2 separate regions of the Mus musculus genome follow, and region 2 is linked to region 1. A link is a contact called in public HiCAR-type data. All regions are on one chromosome and are shown on one strand. The core of a region is the stretch at or near the end of the contact, and the rest is flanking DNA. Distances in the headings are between cores, read along the strand shown. Region 1 overlaps Slc25a43 (solute carrier family 25, member 43). Region 2 holds the start of Rpl39 (ribosomal protein L39).

The links. HiCAR-type assays count read pairs that join an accessible place to other places.
Region 2: a contact with region 1 is called in a HiCAR-type map of embryonic stem cells, with 2.2 times the contacts expected there. The contact joins the promoter of Rpl39 here to the enhancer-like site in region 1. A contact is called at or near these places in 10 of 39 promoter capture datasets (the C10 cell line, the HPC-7 cell line, cranial neural crest and 6 more), 7 of 484 Hi-C or Micro-C datasets (the AML12 cell line, Th1 cells, adipose-derived mesenchymal stem cells and 3 more) and 3 of 115 datasets of contacts at active chromatin or transcription factors (astrocytes and embryonic stem cells).

What each region holds. Positions count from the first base shown.
Region 1 is chrX:36,761,930-36,765,284 of GRCm38.p6, reverse strand. All of the region lies in intron 3 of Slc25a43 (solute carrier family 25, member 43), which reads right to left. Among named protein-coding and RNA genes, the nearest start is that of Gm23613, 13 kb to the left of the region's middle. Within about 2 kb of position 1,439, at least 36 of the 459 cell types and tissues checked have an H3K27ac peak or open chromatin away from gene starts, as enhancers often do. A contact at or near this core is called in embryonic stem cells and liver, where this site is marked.
Region 2 is chrX:37,083,784-37,086,770 of GRCm38.p6, reverse strand. Rpl39 (ribosomal protein L39) reads left to right here and starts at 1,549. Exons shown (of 3, transcript NM_026055.2): 1 at 1,549-1,646; 2 at 2,683-2,786. The coding sequence starts at 1,644.

The sequences.
Region 1 (3,355 bases), core at 190-2,689:
GTTTAAAGCATGGAATTCACTTATGTTTCATATATATTTTATTTTACAAAGCATGAAGGTAACTTTATGCTGTTTTATTAAATTTTTATTTTTATTATCATATATTCATATGCATGTGTATATGGTGTGTGTGTGTCTGTGTGATGGTACATGTGTGCTGGGTCTTATGTGTGGAGGTTAGAGGACATCTCAGATGTGGTCCTCAGTTCTGTCTTATTAGATACATAGCATCTCTGTTTACTGCTGTGCAGGTGAGGCCATCTGGGCCACGAGTTTCTGTGGATTCCTTTAATTCTGTCCCCTATCTCAAAAGAGGAGTGCTAGAATTTTAGAGTACACTACTGTCATGCCTAGCTTTATACAGGTTTGAGGAATTCAAACTGAAGCCCTTGTGCGTATGTAATAACCATCTCCCCCACCCCATCGACAGTCTTTCCAGCGTGTCTGTATTTGTTTGCAGTCCTTTACTTGAGATCAGTTGTGGAATCTTCCATCATGTGGATGCTCCAAGTTTCTGACTTTAGAGTATTTTGGTTTTCAGAGTTCCAGAGTAGGGATGCTCAAAACTAAGCAAACGAAGACACTGGCATTGAGGAGACTATTTCTGCTTGGGAAAATAAGATAGCTGCTACCAGGAGGTAGTTTTGGCAGGGAAGGGACAGCAGAGCAATGATGTTGAGATAAAAAAGGGTAAAAGAGGAAAAAATGCTATGGAAGAAAATTGTCAAAGTGAGAGGACCCACGGTGAGGCTAACAGCACCCTTTAAAAGGAGTTACTCACCCACAACTTTTGGGAATACAACGACTGTGCCCATAGACATGGGAGTAGAAGAGGGAGTCAGTGAAAAACAGCATCCACCTTTTCAGAGAAGGTACCCTATAGTTAATTTAGTTTCTTCTTCCCCAGGACTCCCTCTCCAGTGGGCTAGAGTGCCTGCATTGTGGTTCTCAAAGGCTTAAATAGCTGCCTTTATGCATTATCTGAAAATGTGTGCCTTATGGGTGGGAAAAGCCAGCAAACAAAAGCAACAGATACTACTACCAACGTAAGTTCAGTTGAACCTTTACAGAGACAGAAGTGATGCTTAGGCAGAGAGAGGTAGCTGCAGGAACAAAGGCCTGTTGACCAGAATATAAAATACGTTTGGTCTTCAGGGCTTGGGGGAGGGGAACTTCTTCACTATTGCAACTGGATGCTTCAATTGAACAGAGGCCAAAAGAAGGCATGTTGTGCTTTGCCCAGACAGTACTTTTTATTTGCAGCCTTAAAAAAAAAAAAAAAGAAAGAAAGATTTCACATCACAATCTGGATGTAAATTTAGGGGCTCCCTTGAAAACTGGGCTTGCATTTCTAAATGGCAACCATCCTTCTGAGAGGAGACTCTTGCAGTTTAGCTGCAGCCTCCACCAGCTCACTTCACTCTTTTCTGCTACGCATATTTAAATGCTAATCACATTCTGTGAGCAGAGAGTTTAGTTCTCCAGAATGCTTTCAAAAGGCACGATGGCTTAGAATGCATTTAAAGGCTTATTGTTTGGGGCTGAGTGCCCGTTATCTGGGTCTCCCTAGCTCTCCTGTCCATGCTGTTTCTGAATTCTTACAGACATTTGATTCTGCAACTCCCTATACAAAGGGCTTCTATACAGCACGCACAGTGAAGTCGGTGAGGGAAACATGCCAAGCTAATGGGCCGGCCTTTATTCTCTAAAGGTGATAGAGGAGCCACAGTGACAGGGCAAAAGAACATTTGTTCTGCAAGAAACCCATGGACTGAAGTGAGCTCTGATCCGGGAGGCAAACCTGCATGCATGGCCTTTGTCCCAGTTCCGTTGCTCAAAGATGGGCTTGTAATCTACAGTGCCTCAGTTTTCTCATCTCAATAGGCAAGATGGCTCAACAGGTAAAAGTGCTTGCTGCCAAGACTTGACGATCTGAGTTTAAGCTCCAGAACCTGCCCTGCGTGGCGGACAGAGATCTCTGACTCCCGTAAGTTGTCTGACTTCTTTCTGTATGTGCACTGTGACACACACACACACACACACACACACACACACACACACACACACAGGCACTCACACGCAGATATAGTAACAACAGTGCTTACTTTGTGAATTGTTGTAAGGATTGGATGACATAATGAACATCCACTTGGCCCGGTGCCTACTATATCTTCCCACTCAGTACTAATAGTCACGTTTAGAATCACTCATAGAGAACAGTATGTGCTGCACTATGAGCTGATAAGGACTTTGACTGGGAGTCAGGGCAATAAAAAAAAAAAAAAGGACCCATGTAGGAGACTTATGAATGCAGAAGCAAATGAACTTTGGGTTGGTTGGATGAAGGGACGGCAGAGGCAAGCCTAACTTCTGGATGCTTAGCTTGGCTATCTAGGACACTGATGGCCCAGAAAGGGAAAAGTCTAGAAAGACAGTTTTAGGGGAACATGGGTAACTTTGATAGACAGTGGGTTGGAAGTGATCGTGAAGATGTGCTACTCAGCGGTCCAAATCAGCAGGCTGTGAGAACCATGAGCTCAGGACTGAGGAGGGAGGCGGGGGTGAAGACATAGGATGGAGCATTAGAAGCCCCGAGTGGGTTAATGAAGTGACTGTGTATCTGCAAAGCTTGCTCAAGGTGGTATCCATTGCGGTCCGAGTGGAGGCTATTTGAGCAGGCTGGGGCCTCTGTTTATTCACTGACCATGTGTGTTCTGCTCACTGAGCTGTGCCACTTGGATACCACCTTTGTCCTTCATTTTATGCACTTTCAGTTCAAATGCTGACTTGGCCTAATCCTGCTTACCCTGTGAGTTGTGGTGGGGGCAAAGTCCACTGGGGTATAAATCAACAGGACGGCACATGGGTTTGTATTTGGTGAAATGGAGATAACTAATAGGAGCAACAGAGTGGAGGGAGGGTTCGTGGACCTCCTTCCTGATTCTTTCATAAGGCCTACCAGACTCCAGGTCCCATGTTCGAAGCTGTTCCCCAGACTCCCAGCAAAGTGTTCCCAGCCTGCCTCTCCTTCTCTTTCACATACACCTGCCTATGGAACTATTATAGTTCCCCCCCCCCCCATAATTCTTTGGTTCTTAATAGGGCTTATAGATTAATCACATAAAATATTTGTTGTCAACATTTCTTCCATCTTATACTTTCTTGTATTAAATCCTTTCCTTTTCTTCACCCTCCCCACCCCTTTGAGACAGTAGCTCACTGTGTAGGTCTGACTGGCTTTGAACTTGCTATGTAGACAAGGTTACCTTCAAACTCACAAAAATCCACCTGCCTCTGCCTCCCTAAAGGTTATGCCACTATGCCCAGCCTATTGTTTCTTTAATACACTTAGTGC
Region 2 (2,987 bases), core at 300-2,799, 320 kb before region 1:
AATCTTTAACTTTTTATGATATCCACAGGTATTATCTTTAGTTTTCAGCTTCTTGTTGTTCTATGATGTGCTCTTTCTATAGTTTACCTTTTAGAAGTAAGGTCTCAATATATAACCTAGGCTAGCTCACAATTTATGATCTTCTGGCGTCTGCCTCATAGGGACCTCATAGGGGTACACAACTATACCTGACTTTCTGTTTTATTTACACAGCAGTTGAGCAGATGTCAAAGAGAAGTAGTTCTTACCTTCCACCTTTTTGAGACAGGGTTTGCCTTGTTTCTGTTGCTGTGTTAAATACTCCAGGCTAGCTGGCCCTCAATCTTCCAGGACTTTCTCTCCTGTCTCCACCTTCTATTGTGCGGTAGGAATCTTAGGGTTGCAGATACATAGGAGTACTTATTTATTTATTTATTTATTTAGCGACAGGGTCTATATGTAGTAATCCTGACTGGCTGGAAGCTCAGTATATAGACTAGGCTGGCCTTGAGCTCAGAGATATTGATCCTTCTGCTTCAAGTGCTAAGATTAAAAGTGTAGGCCACCACGCCCTGTATCTTCACTTTTTGGGACTTGAACTATAAGTTGGCAGGATTGCGTAACTGGTGCTTTTATCTACTAACGATTCCCCTGGCCCTGGTATATGGGATTTTTACCCCACCGGAGACAGAGTTTCTCTGTGTATCTTTGGCTGTCCTGGAACTCGTGTGAGTAAACCAGGATGGTCTCAAACTCAGAGGTCTGTCTGCCTCCCAAGTGCTGGGATTAAAGGCGTGCACCACCACTTTCCGGCGCCTTTTTTTTTTCTTAAGATTTACATATTTATTTTATTTATATGAGCACACTGTAGTTATTCACTACAGATGGTTGTGAACCACCATGTGGTTGCTGGGAACTGAACTCAGGACCTCGGGAAGAGCAGATGGTGCTCGTAACCGCTGAGCCATCTCTCTAGCTCCGCCTCCCTTTTAATCAAGTATTTTTAGGTACTATTGATAATGGGTCCGTGTGTGTTTACATGGGGACGTGTACCTGTAAATCATAAGTGTAGGTGCCCCTGGAAGTCAGAGACATGTTACCCCCTAGAGCTGGAGGGTTGTAAGCTGCCTGATATGGGTGCTGTGAATGGAACTTGGATTCTCTATAATAGTGAAGTTAGTCATTAAAAGATGTCTGCAGCCCCATCTTCCTCCCTTCCAGGGTGCATCGCCAACCCTAAGCCCCGCCCCTCTCGCAGAAGCGGGGGGAGTTGCAGCTCTGGAAGTGATGTAGGCCTTTTCCCGCCCTCCTCAGAGTTGGTCCCGCCTACTCCGTTTCCAGGTGTTTGCTAAGGGTTTACTTGGTTACTTCTCAAAGGCCACCTACCATGGCCACCAAGGCTGTGGCCCTCAGCACAATGATGATCACCTGCAGGAACAGGCATGGACGCGGAGGCCTCGGAATTACGTTCTCTATAAACCGGTTTGGGTTCCCACGGCCCCATGGGAGCGCAGGGGTGGAGCTAGGGAGGACGCTGCGAGTCATCCATCCCCCCCTAAGCTCCGCCTCTAGCGACTTCTTCTAATCGCGTTCTTCCGGTCCCGGCCTTTCTCTTCTCCATTCCTCCGCCATCGTGCGCGCTATTCTTGATTCGGCTTCTCGCCATGGTAAGACTATCGGCCGCCATCCGTCCCTCAGCGGCTTTCCTGAGGCCACAGACCGCTGTGCCTTTGTGGCAGACATGCGCAGCATTGAGGGCTGGGTGTATTTTTCAGGGTTTTAGTGTTCGTTTTTGGAGCTGGGACACCTATCGGCCTGTGGGCGCGGCATGAAATTATCAAGTCCATTTACCCTTGCAGGATGAGAACGCTCTTCCTGCAGCCTGGCAAGGGGTGCAAAGTATTCTTGTTTCATATAGCCTGGGGCTGACGGTGATCTTCATGATGGGGGGGGGGCAGAACGAGAGGCTTGGGACCACTCTTAGATTGTCCCTGATCGAAGAGCATGAATCGCCATTTGCACAGCGAGATGTCCACAGTAAGGGTTAACAGAACTTTGAGATCCCTTCAGAAGTTAGCGCGTCACTCCTTGGAGGCGTCTGCTAACAGCGCATCAGTCATTGCCTACTGGCAAGATTATGCTTATGGGCGTCTAGGTACAAAGTGGGTTTAGTATCTGAATTTGTTAAATAAAACCTCCAACTGGTCTAGGGGGACGAGTGCGCTTGGCCTTCGTTGCATTTTTTTATGTAATGGTGTTTGCCTACGGAGTGTCTAGGGCTCCGTAATCTTAGGTTAGCCAGCAATGTCACTTGGAGGTAGATAAGACTTACAGAGTACAGTACCTAGTGTCATTGACTTAAAACTGGCCAGGGTTTGCCTAACCTCAAGCCATCCTTGTTCCAGTAAGTCCGTTTCCTCTCCTACTCCAGCTATTCCGTGTTTCATCGCTGGAGCCCAGCAGACAGCCAGTTTATAGGTCAGACAGGACCTGGGCTTAGAAACTTGGTGCTGATTATGAGCCATGTTTAAGCCATTAACTCTTCCTCCAGAGAAGTGATGAGGATAAAGGACTTGGTGGTTCGAGGTCGGGGAGCTTTTCCTGGGTGTATGTTCTGCAGGCCTGATGTTAGTTTGTTGGAATTTGTGACTGAATCAAGAGACTAGGCTGTGGTGTCACTAAGCTGGTTGCATCTCCTCGTAGTCTTCTCACAAGACTTTCCGAATCAAGCGATTCCTGGCCAAGAAACAAAAGCAAAATCGCCCTATTCCTCAGTGGATCCGGATGAAAACTGGTAACAAAATCAGGTAAGCCTTCTCTTGTCCGGCTTGGAAATCGTTATGTTTTAAGTAACTTTGGGCATGGAGATACACAGTTGCAAAGTACGGTCCACCCCAGTCAATTAGTGTGCTGGGGACTCCCTTTTGAAATGTTTTTCCTTTTGTTTGGGTTGGGAGCACGGGGTTGAGAACTGGGAGGAAACACTTCTCCATTCATCAAATGGGTCT